Regions from separate parts of the Nomascus leucogenys genome. Here region 1 is linked to region 2. A link is a contact called in public Hi-C data. All regions are on one chromosome and are shown on one strand. The core of a region is the stretch at or near the end of the contact, and the rest is flanking DNA. Distances in the headings are between cores, read along the strand shown.

Region 1 (7,101 bases), core at 3,332-5,831, 95 kb before region 2:
CACTGTGATCAAGTGGGTTCCATCATAGGGATGCAAGGATGGTTCAACATATGCAAGTCAATAAATGTGATTCACCACATAAACAGAATTTAAAACAAAGTCATATGACCATTTCAATCAATGCAGAAAAAGCATTTGGTAAAATCCAGCATCCCTTTATAATAAAAACTCTCAACAAACTAGGCATAGAAGGGACAAACCTCAAAATTATAAATTTTGTGTCAGATATGATAAACACACAGCCAATATCATACTGAATGGATGAAAGTTGAAAGCCAGCCGGGCACAGTGGCTCACTCCTATAATCCCAGCAGTTTGGGAGGCCAAGGTGGGCGATTCACCTGAGGTCAGGAGTTTGACACCAGTCTGGTCAACATAGTGAAACCTCACCTCTACTAAAAAAAAGAAAAAAATTAGCTAGGTATGGTGGTGCATGCCTGTAGTCCCAGCTACTTGGGAGGCTGAGGCAGGAGAATTGCTTGAACCTCGGAGGCAGGGGTTGCAATGAGCCGAGATTGCGCCACTGCACTCCAGCTGAGTGACAGAGTGAGACTCCATCTCACAAAAAAAAAAAAAAAAAAAAAAAAAAAAAACGAGTTAAAAGCATTCCCCCTAAGAACTGGACAAGACAAAGATGCCCACCTTCACCACTCCTATTCATCATAGTACTGGAAGTCCTAGCCAGAGCAAACAGACAAGGGAAAGCACAGCCAAATTGGAAAAGAGGAAGTCAAATTTTCTCTGTTTGCCAATAATATAATCTTATACCTAGAAAACACTAAAGACTCCTCCAAAAGACTCTTAGATTTGATAAATGAATTCAATAATGTCTCAGGTTACAAAATCAACATACACAAATCAATAGCACAGCTCTATACCAATTACGACCAACTGACAATCAAATCAAGAACTCAATCTCACTTGCAATAGCTACAAAATAATTGTAAATGTCTAGGAATATACTTAACCAAGGAGGTGAAAGATCTCCCTAATAAGAACTACAAAACACTGATGAAAGAAATCACAGATGACACAAACAAATGGAAAACCATGCCATGCTCATAGATTGGAAGAATCAATATGAAAAATGACCATACTGCCCAAAGCTATCTACAGGTTCAATGCAATTCCTATCAAAATATCAGCATCATTTTTCACAGAATTAGAAAAAGCAATCCTAAAATTCTTATGGAACAACAACAACAACAAAAGCCTGGAAAGCCAAAGCAATCCTAAACAAAAAGAATAAATCTGGAGGCATCACATTACCCAACTTCAAATTACACTACAAGGCTAGAGTAACTGAAACAGCATGGTACTGGTACAAAAGTACACAAGTAGACCAATGGAACAGAATAGAGAACCCAGAAATAAAGCCAAATACCTACAACCAACTAATCTTCAACGAAGCAGACAAAAGAATACACTGAAGAAAGGACACCCTATTCAATAGATGGTGCTGGGAAAATTGGATTGACACAGGTAGAAAAACGAATCTAGGGCCAGGCACAGTGGCTCACGCCTGTAATCGCAGCATTTTGGTAGGCCAAGGTGGGTGGATCACGAGGTCAGGAGTTTGAGATCAGCCTGGGCAATATAGTGAAACCCTGTCTCTACTAAAAAATACAAAAATTTGCCAGGCGTGGTGATGTGCGCCTGTAGTCCCACCTACTTGGGAGGCTGAGGCAGGAGAATCGCTTGAACCCAGGAGGTGGAGGTTGCAGTGAGCCGAGACCGCGCCATTGCACTCCAGCCTGGGTGACAAACAAGACTCCATCTCTAAAAATAAAAATAAATAAAACGAAACTAGATCCCTGTTTCTCAACATATACGAAAATTAACTCAAGATAGATTAAAGACTTAAATCTAAGACCTGTGATCATAAAAATTCTGGAACAAACCTTGGAAAAACTCTTATGAACATTGGCCTAGGCAAAGAATTTATGAATAGGACCTCAAAAACAAATCCAACAGAAACAAAAATAAATAAATAGGACCTACCTAATTAAACTAAAAAACTTCTGTACAGCAGAAGAAATAATCAAGAGTTAAACAGACAACCACAGAATGGGAGAAAATATTTGCAAATATCTGACAAAGGACTAATATCCAGAATCTAGAAGGAGTTCAAACAAACGAGCAAAAAAAAACCCAAATAAATAATCCCATTAAAAAATGAGCAAATGACATTGACAGACATTTCTCAAAAGAAGATATACAAATGTCTAGAAACATATGTAAAAATGTTCAACATCACCATCATCAGGGAAATGCAATTTTGTTTTTTTTTTTTTTGAGACGGAGTTTCACTCTTGTTGCCCAGGCTGGAGTGCAATGCTGCAATCTTGGCTCACTGCAAACTCCGCCTCCTGGGTTCAGGCGGTTCTCCTGCCTCAGCCTCCCGAGTAGCTGGGATTACAGGCATGCACCACCACGCCCAGCTAATTTTGTATTTTTAGTAGAGATGGGGTTTCTCCATGTTGGTCAGGCTGGTCTCGAACTCCCACCTCAGCCTCCCAAAGTGCTGGGATTACAGGCATGAGCCACCATGCCCAGCCTGGAAATGCAAATTAAAATGAGATACTACCTTATCCCAGCGAGTATCATTGATATTAAAAAGTCAAAAAGCAACAGATGTTGGCAAGGATGCAGTGAAAAGGGATAGCTTATACATTGCTGGTGGGAAGGTAAATTAGTACAACCTCTGTGGAAAACGCTATGGAGATTTCTCAAAGAACTAAAAGTAGATCTACCATTTGATCCAGCAATCCCACTCCTGGGTATCTACCCAAAAGAAAAGAAGTCATTACATCAAAAAGAAACAGAATTCGCAATTGCAGAGGTATGGCATCAACCTAAGTGCCCATAAACTGATGAGTGGATAAGAAAATGTGATGTGTATATACCATGAAATCGTACTCATCCATAAAAAAGAATGAAATAATATATTTTCCAGCAACTTGGATGGAACTGGACCATTTTCCTAAGTGAAGTAACTCAGGAACAGAAAACCAAGTACTACGTGTTCTTCTCATTGCTAAAGAAAAAAAACCTTAGACAAATGAAATTCAACAGTTTAATTGAGCAAAGAACAATTTGTGAATTGGGGAGCCTTCTGAGCCAGAGTAGGCTGAGAGACTCCAGAACAGCCAAGTGGTGGAATATTTATGAACAGAAAAAGTAAAGTGACGTACAGAAAACAGAAGTGAGGTGCAGAAACAGCCGGATTGGTTACAGCTTGGCATTTGCCTTATTCGAACACAGTTTGAACAGTTGATCACCTTTGATTGGCCAAAACTCAGTGATTGGCACTAGAGTAGGTTTCAGTCTGATTACGCATCCAGTTAGGTTTCAGTTTACTACGTATGGAGAAACCTTTAGGCTGAACTTAAAACATGTAAGGAAGCAGATTTAGGCTAAACCTAATTTAACACTCACTTGTAAGTAGGAGCTAAGCTATGGGTATGCAAAGCCATACAGAGTAGTATAACGGACATTGGAGACTCAGAAGTGGGGAGTGGGGTGTGGGGTGAGGGATGAAAAATTATTTACTGAGTACAATATACACTGTTGGGTAATGGGTACACTAAAAGCCCAGACTTCACCACTATACAACTCATCCATGTAAACAAAAGCCACCTGTACTTCTAAAGCTATTGAAATAAAAATAATAAAAATAAAATGCTAGGCTAGGCCTAGTGGCTCATGCCTGTAATCCCAGCACTTTGGGAGGCCGAGGTAGGCGGATCGCTTGAGGCCAGGAGTTCGAGACCAGCCTGGCCAACATGGCGAAAACCCGTCTGTACTAAAAATACAAAAATTAGCCCAGCATGGTGGCAGGTGCCTGTAATCCCAGCTACTTAGGAGGCTGAGGCAGGAGAATTGCTTGAACCCAGGAGGTAGAGGTTGCAGTGAGCCGAGATCGTGCCACTGCACTCCAGCCTAGGAGACAGAGCGAGACTCTGTCTCTAAATAAATAAATAAATAAATAAATAAAGTTCTAAAAAGATTGTGGTGTATGTGTGACTGTGTGTATGTGTATGCATGCATGTGTGTGTGTGTTCATCTCTAGCCTCATTCTTTAGCTCAGGTTGGTGGAGTTAACAATATCTGGAAGTTTTTGCTAAGTTTTACTTCTGAATTCATTGTTTGCTTATATCTAGAATATAACTAGAAATGTTTGGTATGTAAAGATATAAACCTTGAAATTAGCCTCATCTTGTCTCACTAGCTCTGTGATCTTATGCACGTTAACTTAGAGTTTCCTCCTCTCTAAAATAAAAATAATAATATATATGTGGTAGGAATGTCACGTGGACCAAAAAAGATAACTATGAAAAGTGCCCATCAATATACACCTGGCAGATAGCAGCAGCTCAGTAAGTGTCAGTTCCCTTTCCTTGGCTTTCTCCTTCTCTCTCAGTTTCCCCAGACTCAGAGGAAAAGAAGGTTCTTTCTGTTTTGTTTTCTACCTGACTCTGAAGTTCAGGACAGATGCTTTTGATACCCCCTGCAGTAACATCAGCCACCTTCCCCCCAATCACAGAACTGCTTTCTGAGGTAGACTTTCAACCCCAAGCTGCTCCCTCAGTTGCTCATCATTCTCTCCTTCCCTCAATTTTTGTCTCTTGCATTACTCCCTGGCCAAATGATTGGTTAAATAGTTGTGGGGCTCTGTAGGGTCTATTTGCAAGACCAAAGGCAGTGACAGAAGGACATGAGATCACTGGGAATCAGCCTGAATAGCAGAGATGGATTTAAGAACAGTAAATCAGTGGGTTGTGTCATTGTGGTTGGAAACAGGTCCAGAACAGAATGCAGAATTTTAAGGGGAAGTCTAAGCACAGTGTCATAGCCAGTTTCAGCATCAGGTCACAGACCAGACATCAGGGAATTCGGGGCCAAGTAAGGAAAGTTCCTTACAGAAGGCAGGGTGTGCAACCTGAAGCTTGACACAGCAATCAAAGGGCACAGAGATTGGGCAGTGCTAGTGCTTTCTTAAATCAAGAATACAGAACAATATGTCACAGTAACCACGGATCTGGAAGAACAAGCATCATTTTATTTTGCATCAGAGAGAATGAAGTTTCACTCTGACAGGGATGCAGGACTGCTTGGCCCTTGTAACTATCATTTTGTAACTTTTCAGCTTCCACTTACCTGGGGTTACTTAAGAGTTAAAAGAATATGAGTAAACTTAGAAAACCTTGAGAACTGCTTTAAAACAATTATTTTTGGGTGGGGCATTGTGGCTCATGCCTGTAATCCCAGCATTTGGGGAGGCAGTGGCGGGTGGATCAGACCACTTGAGATCAGAAGTTCGAGACCAGACTGGCCAACATGGGGAAACCCCATCTCTACTAAAAATACAAAAATTATCTGGGTGTGGTGGTGCACAGCTGTAGTCCCCAGCTACTTGGGAGGAGGAGGCACGAGAACTGCTTGAACCTGGGAGGCAGAGGTTGCAGTGAGCCAAGATTGTGCCACTGTACTCAAGCCTGGGCTACAGAGCAAGACTCTGTCTTAAAAACAAAAATTATTTTTGAGAGAGAGGAGAAAATGGATAGATGAAACTGCAAAAAGTCTTTTTTTTTTTTTTTTTTTTTTTTTGCAGGAACTCTGGGTGAGAAACAAAACCATGCAGGAGGACAATGTAATAACTGTCTTTCTTGGAAGAACTGTCATTGTCTCTACAACCTGCCTTCATAGAGAAGCCAGTTCCAATACATCTTCTGCAGGGGCAGAAGAGGGGGAAGCATTCATCAATTAACCAGTGTTACCTTCTCATAGCCTCAGCAATTAGAATAGCAACTGACTCCATGAGGTCTGGCAGTGGCAGCTAATAGAAGAACTGCTCTTTTTTCGTTTGTCAAACACCAGCAAAAATGCTTATCGCTGGAGAATAAATCCCTTTTCTCCTTCAACCTCAAATCAAACATTAGCTTGTCTGACAAAATGAGCAATGTTCTCATTTGGTAAAGAGATGTAAGAAATACTTTATTATGTAGAAATATTCACTTACTGTACAAGGACACAAAAATACTTGAAGTTTGGGGTTGGTTGGAAAGCTTGGCAAGGATGATGAGTTCCTCTTACTCACATGACAGGCTATTCTTTATTGACCTCCTTAGTTGAGGTGAGGCCTCACTGCAAGTGACAGGCCTGATAACCTAGGAAGGGAGGTCTTCACTGGTGTGGTGGGGATAGGGCAGGGCATGAAGGGGGAGGTGAGTGATGGGCCCTGAAAAAACACAGTATAGCTGAAAGACATGGACTAGTGACAGAGTTGTGTGAGAGTCCAGGCTGATGAGGGGCACTGAGAGAAGGGACAGAGGAAGGCTCAACAGACCTCAATGGCTGAACAGGGAGTTGGGGGAGAATAAGGGGAAGAAACTAGGCAGCTATAGAACTGTTACTAAATGTCTGTTTCCTCATGTATAAAATGGTGATTAGTACCTACCTCTTGGGATTATTATGAAGACTAAATTGCAAAAGTGCTCATAAATGTCTGATACATAGTAAGCTCTATATAAGTGCTTGTTCCTTATAGCAGGGGTCCCCCAACCTCTGGACCACTGACCACCACCAGTCCGTGGCCTGATAGGAACTGGGGTGCACAGCAGGAGGTGAGCAGCGAGCAAGCTCTGCGTCTTGTCAGATCAGCAGCGGCATTAGATTCTCACAGGAGTGCAAACCCTATGGTGAACTGAGCATGCGAGGGAAGGTTGCACACTCCTTTTTCAGAATATAATGCCTGGTGATCTGAAGTGGAACAGTTTGATCTGGAAACTATTCTCCCTGCCTCCGTCCATAGAAAAGTTGTCTTCCACAAAACCAGTCCTTGGTGCCAAAAAGGCTGGGGACTGCTGACTTAGAGAACTCACTGCGAGGGACATGTTTGGGGAAAAAGGTAGAATCTTTTCTAAAAATGTTGTGTGCACGAGCTTATGGGACCTTGTCATTAGGCATTGCATTAGGCACTTGGAACTTTGGCTCAAGGTTTGATATGGGGGCAGTTTCCCCCATGCTGTTCTCGTGATAGTGAGTTCTCACGAGATCTGATGGTTTTATAAGGGGCTTCCCCACTTCACTTTGGCACTC
Region 2 (7,804 bases), core at 2,262-4,761:
CAAGCATTTCAAATAAGGCATATCCAATCTGTATTGACATTATTTTGATCTCTAACAGTTGGTAATCCTATCTTAATCCATATAACTTTTTTTTGAGACAGCATCTCACTCTGTCATCCAGGCTAGAGTGCATGCAGTGGCACGATCATGGCTCACTGCAGCCTCGACCTCCTGGGCTCAAGTGATCCTCCTACCTCAGCCTCCCAAGTAGCTGAGACTACAAGCAGGAGCCACCATGTCCAGCAATTTTTTTTTTTTTTTGTAGAGATGAGGTTTCCCTATGTTGCTTAGGCTGGTCTTGAACTCCTGGGCTCAAGTAATCCTCCTGCTTCAGCCTCACAAAGTGCTGGGATTACAGGTGTGGGCCACTGCACCCAGCCCATATAACTTTTTAAATACTTACAACAAGAAATTAAAAATTCAGTGTAAGAACATATTTTGTTGCAAAGAAGCACAATAGGTGGCTCAATAAAATATTTCCAAGAAGAAAGAAAAAAATTACATTAGGACGTAACCAGGGTTGAGAACTCAAAAAGAAAAAAAAAAAGAAAAAGAAAAATTCTACATGGGGGGTAAAATAAAAATATGAATTCAAAGAGGGAAAAAAGAGCAATGTAAAATTTCCAACCATTAAGAAAGAGGTTGTTTGTATATTTTTTAAATTAATGATAATGGGTGTCAAAACATTATATTTAGACTGAATTGAACATATGAGTGATTAACAGTTTTATTTTAAAGTGTTAATATGGAGAATATGTTGGAAATTATATATTTTTTGCAACTATCTGGACACATGTTGACAATTTTAGGTCTATCTAAGTCTATGGGAGGAGGCATATGACATTTCACAATCCTTGTAGGAGAGATGTGAAGGGAAGACCCCTGAGCTATTCTTCCTCCTTCTTGTGTTACCCCAATAGGAAAATGGACTTATAACTGACTTCCTCTGACTCCAAATTTACTCCTTATGTACACTTGGGTTAGATATTCCTTTGACTATCCAATCATACCATTGTATAGTACCATTTACACATGCATACATGCTCACCTAAAGAATTTTTTTTGTGTGTTGTTTGTTTGTTTTTTTAAATCGAGTCTGGGACCTGGTTTCCCTCCATTGAGTCACTGGTGAAAAATTTAGTAAATCTACGAAGAGAGTTTAGTAAGTGTAAGAAGAGTCTGCTCACTGTGTGTGATATTCCAATAGATTCATGTGTTCTACACACAGGGATCTCTTGGATATAAGGGAGGCATTTCTCAGGTGTCTGGGTGACTTTCTGGTCACTATCCAGGTTCCTGGCTCAGCTTCCAAGGTCTCTGTGAATAAGCAAAGGGGATCCACATCCAGACAAGGCTCCTGGGGCTCTGACCAGAGGGGCTGGACATCCCTGGTAGACCTGACATTGGGCACTGAGACTCCTGGAAAACTCATGCTGTTAATTTTGCAGTTCTCCATCTTGACTGCTTCTCAGACTGACCATCAGTTGGTGGGTTTTCATCAGCCTTCTGCCTCACCTCCTCTGATTCAAGCAGCAGCAGGGACTCACTTGCATGCCCTGGTCTTGTAGGCAGTGACTTTTAAGCCACATCCTCTGTCTACCAGGCTAAACTTGCCTGCCTGAGAGGCATACTCCTTCCATCCTCTATCGTACATCTGTGAGCTACCAACTCTGGCCCTAGTGTGACACTGCCAGAATGTTGTGTACCTCATCTCTTTAGAGTGGGAAGCCCATAAGGCAAACTGAAGAGGCCCCGTATCCTCACTCCCTTTCTGCTCAGTTTTTTCATCTATATTATCTCAACTTCACTCTACTAACCAGAGCACCAAGGAAGGGTAGGCTAGCAATTATGACTATAGAGAAGCGGGGAGATGACTTATGATCCTCTTTGTGCTGGATTCCCTACTGAAGGCATCTGATGGCTTCTGATTTCCCTGGTCTGAGAAGAAAGTCCCTCTTCACCTCTCCCTCCTTACTCTACCTCAGGCTGAGGGGCTCAGGCAACCTTTTATGTTGCATATGGCATAGGTATCTCTGCCTCACTCCAGAAGGGACCAACCAACAGCCACCTACTTCTGAGGTCTAGTGCCCACAGACCTGGTGTTCATAAATATAAGTTCTGGATTTACGTCTCCTTTCCTGTAGCCAGGTGATCAGTGACTGGCAAAAATCAAGATCCCAGACTTCCTGAGTAACCTCATCAAGACTGAGGTAACAGCTCACATAGCTAGTGCATAGACAGATGCAGGTTACATGGAGTCTGAATCCTGTACACATTTGGAGGCTCCCTTTGGGACTGTTGGGATGCATGAAACATGGGATTTCACTCACAGTTGTGCTCACTATGTGCGATATTCCTATAGATTCATGTCCTCTACACACAGGGATTTTTGATCATTCTGAATTGTTGATTCCCATAAAAAAGAATATATGGTCATCATTGTATATGCTGAATTACTGAATACATATTTATGAGAGTCTCCAACACATCTTCACACGTCTGAGGAGTGAAAGAATTTCCCACAGATTGGCTTCTGGTTCCCCACATTTCAAACCTCATTTCTCTTCCACCTCTGGCACTGGGTGTGGTAGGGCTCCTTATGCTCCATGCCAGAAGAAGTGGCACAGGGGTAAAGTCATTTCTGGTCGGGGGAGGGGGATTTGGAGAAAAAAAAGAAAGAGGATTGCCGGGGAGTACACAGGGAGGGTTAAGAGAAATTCTGGAGATAAGGTCCACTAAATGGAGGCATATATAACCAAGATGAGAAACGACATAGTACCCAACAGAGTTGGGAGATGTGAAACCCAAACATCAATCTCCACCTGGGCATAGAAGAAATACTCAGATTTCCAAGCAGGTTCTAGGTTCAGAGGAGAGAGCCCTTGGTTGGAAGCGCTGGTCTTGCAGGATGGGGTGGGGGCGTTAATGCAAACTTCTGGTCCAGCAGAGGTAGAAACAGACCAGATCTAAGTAGCAGCTCAGAGGCGGCGGACTTGAGGGGTGAAGACGTGAGGCCCGGAGGGTGGTGCCTGGCAGAGAAAACAGCTGCCAGACACCAAGGCCACCTCGGGTTAAAGGGAACAAGTTATATCCAAAAAAAACACGGTGAAAATAGGAAGAATAAGGATATCACCTGGAGTGTTCTCCTGAGACACTCCTCAAGAACGTGGATTCTTTAACAATCCCTCCAGAGCAGGGACACTCAGAGTACGTACATCTCCCACAAAGTAAAGTGTCTGAAGGCCTGGGCAGACCCTTCTCCCTCCCCTTCTCTCTCCTCCACGGGCCGGCCCGGAGGAGGCTCAGGGATGAGAACTACTCTCACTGCTGTCCCCCATCTCACCCCAACAAGAGAGGAATCTTTAGAGGTCTGTATCCCTCCTTCACCACCCCGCCTGAGCGCCTGCTGGAAAACACAATCACCATCCCAAATCTCACCCTGCAACTGCATCCAAGCGCTTTCTCCAAGTTCGGGGAGCCGCCGGAACTCTTCTTCCAGGCAGGCGTTCCCGGACTCTGCACAATAGGCACCTACCCTTGGAGTTTTGAGCCGCAGTGTCTGCCTCTGTTCAAGTATCCAGGCTCAGGTGCAGACCTTTCAGTGCCGGCGGCGGGAGGCGCGCACACGGACGACCCCCTCAGGCGTACTGCCGCCCGGGCCGCGGCGCCTGAGATTGCATCCACGGGATCCGCGGACGTGCCCTGGGCGCTCCAGCTCCGCGAGCCTCAGACGCTGAGGCTATGATTGGCCTGGCTGAACGTCAATCAGGGCTCGGCGCCGTGGAGGCGGGAGGAACGCCGTAGGCCGAGCCTGCTTAACTCTGTGTGGGGTTATTCTCCGCCTCTTCTAGGGTAGGCAAGTGCTCCTGAGTCCCGTAGGGGGGTCCCCGCGGCGGCCTGAGATGCTCGGCGCCAGGTTGTCGCGCCCTTGCGCTGGCTGAAGTAGAAATTGGCTCTGGAGAGTCTGCGTTGTTCCTGGTCCCAGGGCCGTGGTCCCGATACTGCACTTCCCGCTCCTCCAGTCCCACTCCCAGGCTCCGTCTTCTCCCGCTTGGCGCTGGAGAAACACCCGGAAGAGAGAGTCCCAGAGTGACTGCTGTGGCCCTGCGACCTGACTGCCACCTTCCGGGACTCTAGCCCTGGCTCCTTCTAACCTTCCCGCCCCTCAGTGCCCCAGGAAGGCTGCTATGCGAACAATTATTCATCAGCCGGAAGAAAAGGAGTGCCAGTGTTAGGCGCAGAAGAGGGTTGTACCAGAAAAGCTGGAGAGGGACAGGAGGGGAAAGAGGGGGAAGGGGGGAGGCGGAAGAAGTTGGGAGGGGTAACAGCTCGAGCTTTTCCTCTAGGATAGTTTCTCTTCTCTCGGTGCCGCCCCATCTGCTTCTTGCCTCAGTTCCCCACTCCCATCCGTGCACCTCTGCGGCAGGCGTGTGGGGGGGGGGGGGGGTTTGGTCGAGATATCTGGTCCTCCAGACCCCACAGCCTTGGCTGAGAACTTACTTAAGCCCACTCCAACTGACTTGATAAATGAGAATCTTGACCAGCCCACTGGTAGGTAGAAATGAGGGACGTCATCTATCCCTGAATGGAATAACCCGAAACCGCAGGTCCCGTGGATGTGGGAATCCACAGCACTGGATGCGCTCCTAAGGCTCCTAAGTCCCCTAAGTCCACTTCCGAACCTCATCTAAGACCCTGAAAGCCAGACTAGGGATACATTGGATTATTATTATTATTTTGAGACAGGGTCTCGCTCTGTCGCCCAGGCTGGAGTGCAGTGGTGTTATCTCGTCTCACTGCAACCTCCGCCTCCCGCGTTCAAGCGATTTTCGTGCCTCAGCCTCCCGAGGAGCTGGATCTACAGGTGCGCACCACCACGCCTGGATAATTTCTATATTTTTAGTAGAGACGGGGTTTCACCATGTTTGCCAGGCTTGTCTTGAACTGTTGACCTCAAGTTATCCTCCCGCCTCCGGCCTCCTAAAGTGCTGGGATTACAGGCCGCAGCCTCAGCGCCCGTCCTACACGTTGGATCTTTTCCCAGACCTCCTCCTCAGACGTGGAGCGTACAGATGATGCTCCATCGGTTACTCTCATCCTGACTTTGGGACTGCCAGATAAAACTGGGAGAAACCCTACATTTACTCTTACTGTAACGTATTGGCTTGAAACTGCAGGTCAGAACCCATTTATGTTGAGACCAAAAGACTTTTTTTTTTCCAAGTAAAATGAAATAGAATAAAATAGAATTGAAAATACTTGCCTGCATCACAGGTAATGAGACTAACTATAGTTTCATGAAACCTTTGTTTCAGTTAAATATGTTTTTGCGTGTGTGCATGTGTGTCAGGAGGAGATATATATTTCATATATATATATGTAGAGAGGTGGAAATCAACAAAACTCCATAATTTTTCTTATTTTCTAACAGTTCTTGATTTTGAGTAAAAATAATTCTTTAAGAACAAAATTTTGAGCCAGCTAACAAAAGATCAGAGTCAAGCAGGCTCTCATTGGGGCCTAAATAGAGGTTCATCTTATTTGGCTTTTTCGTTTTTTTTCCATCTTGTGGACTCCTTTTAAGGCCCAGCAAGGAATTACCCTCCCCAAGTCTCCACTCTCTGCTTGGTTCAGCCATTCAGCTGTCTCTCGGGCTCTTTGATTAATAAAAAGTCCAGTAGAGCTATTTTATCCTATGCATGTGTGGGAAGAGGGCAATGCCAGTAATTCTTTTCTGATTTGACAGAAAATTCACAAATCACGTTATCCTCTGAAGATAGAGATTTTAAGCTCAAACATTTATCACCAGAGAACTAAATTATTAAGAAAGATGAGTGGTCAAAAGTACAGGTGTTTTACAGATAAGGGTCATTTTGTCAGGTCCTGTCCAAAATATTTGAAGTCTAGGGGTTTGAAAAATTGTTAGAAATAACCATTTATGACAACAGTTTTCATTTATTGTTCTCCCCAGCTTCAGGAGCAGGGGAGAACATTTTTTTCCTTCTTACTTTGCTGAGAATTTTTTCACCAGGGTTTCAAGGCTAAGAACTGACATTCCAGCCTTGACATTGAATTAAAAAGAAGCAAGCCCTTTTAGGAAGTCAAATTTTATTATATGAGATGGAATATAATATTGAGATTACTTATTACTTAGGCATGGGATAGGGAGGCTTTTAACAACAGACCAAAAAAAAAGTTGGAAGGATAGGAATGAAATAAAGCAAACTTTTCATTATTCATAGATGATACAATTGTCTACAGAGAAAAATAATCTAAAACATAATCAAGAGTTTGGCACAGCGATTGGCTAAATATATAAACAAATCTTTTGCATTTTCTATAAAAACAAAAAAGTAGAAATGTGATTAACTGGTTAATAAAATATACAGTTGACCTTTGAACAACATGGGCTTGAACTGTGCAAGTCTACTTATATATGATTTTCTTCTGCCTCTGCCACCCTTGAGACAGCGAGACCAACCCCTCCTCCCCTTCCTCCTCCTTAGCATATTCACCATGAAGACATGAGGATGAAGACCTTTATGATGCTCCACTTCTACTTAATGGATAGTAAATATATTTTCTCTTCTTTATGATTTTTTAAATAACATTTTCTTTGCTTTTCTGAGACAAGGTCTTGCTCTGTTGCCCAGGCTGGAGTGCAGTGTGATCATGGCTCACTGTAGCTTCAACCTCCTGGGCTCAAGCGATTCTCCACCTCAGCCTCCCAAGTAGCTGGGACTACAGGTGCACGCCACCCTACCTGGCTAAATTTTTAATTTTTTGTAGAGATGGGGTCTCGCTATGTTGCTGAGGCGGGTCTCGAACTCCTTGTCTCAAGTAGTTCTCCTGCCTCAGCCTCCCAGAGTGCTGGAATTACAGCCATGGGCCACCGCACCTGGCCAACATTTTCTTTTCTCTAACTTACTTTACTGTAAGAGTACAGTATATAACACATAAAAATATAAAATATAGGTTAAATAACTATGTTATTGGCAAGACTTCTGATCAACAGTAGGCTATTAGTAAAGTTTTGGAGGAGTCAAAAATTATGTGCAGATTTTTGACTGCACAGGTGGTCAGCACTGCTAACCCTCGTATTGTTGAAGGGTCCACTGTAATCAGGAATAAATTCTCAAAAAGGAAAGGCATGCAAGATCTTAGTGGGGAAAATTAAAATCATTAAAAGAAGTTGAGGAAGTACTGCACAGATGGAGAGATATATTCATGGTTAGGAAGCATCAATATCATTAAAATGCCAGTTTTCCCCAATGTGATCTATAGTTTCATGCTATTTCTAGAAAAATTTCAACAAAATGTTTTATAGAATTGGACACAATGATATTAAAATGAAACGAAGGAACACAAGTTCAAGAAGAACCAAAATACCATTGAAAATAAAGAGGAAGTTGGGGAATTTCCTGACTACATGAGAAGATATTATATACAACACTGGATTTAAGACCATATGATATTATTGGTGAGAGAGGGAGTAGACAACTGGGCCAACAGAATAGAATGGAAAGAGCGTCAGGACCCCTTGTATGTGAAGAATGGTCATTAAAGACCAGTGGGTAAAGGATGTATAATTCAATAAGTTTGAATTTATGACACTGGATTAGTGGATATATATACATCATAATAAATTCCAGATGAACTAAGGACCTAAGGACCGACGTATTGAAGGCAAAACTGTAAAACTTTTAAATGAAAATGTGAAAGAAATATTTGTATGACTTCAAGGTAGAAAAATATTTATTAAAAAGCCACACATACGCATTTTAAAAACAAAAATGTTAAGAAA

The links. A called contact is a pair of places that touch in the nucleus more often than the background predicts.
Region 1: a Hi-C map of a lymphoblastoid cell line shows a contact between it and region 2, with 7 times the contacts expected there. The contact joins two enhancer-like sites. A contact is called at or near these places in 3 of 4 Hi-C or Micro-C datasets (a lymphoblastoid cell line and an unstated tissue).

The regions. Positions count from the first base shown.
Region 1 is chr22a:54,004,466-54,011,566 of Asia_NLE_v1, reverse strand. No RefSeq gene overlaps it. Among named protein-coding and RNA genes, the nearest start is that of BRD2, 17 kb to the right of the region's middle. Within about 2 kb of position 4,581, the one cell type or tissue checked has an H3K27ac peak away from gene starts, as active enhancers do. A contact at or near this core is called in a lymphoblastoid cell line, where this site is marked.
Region 2 is chr22a:53,907,533-53,915,336 of Asia_NLE_v1, reverse strand. No RefSeq gene overlaps it. Among named protein-coding and RNA genes, the nearest start is that of PSMB9, 43 kb to the right of the region's middle. Within about 2 kb of position 3,511, the one cell type or tissue checked has an H3K27ac peak away from gene starts, as active enhancers do. A contact at or near this core is called in a lymphoblastoid cell line, where this site is marked.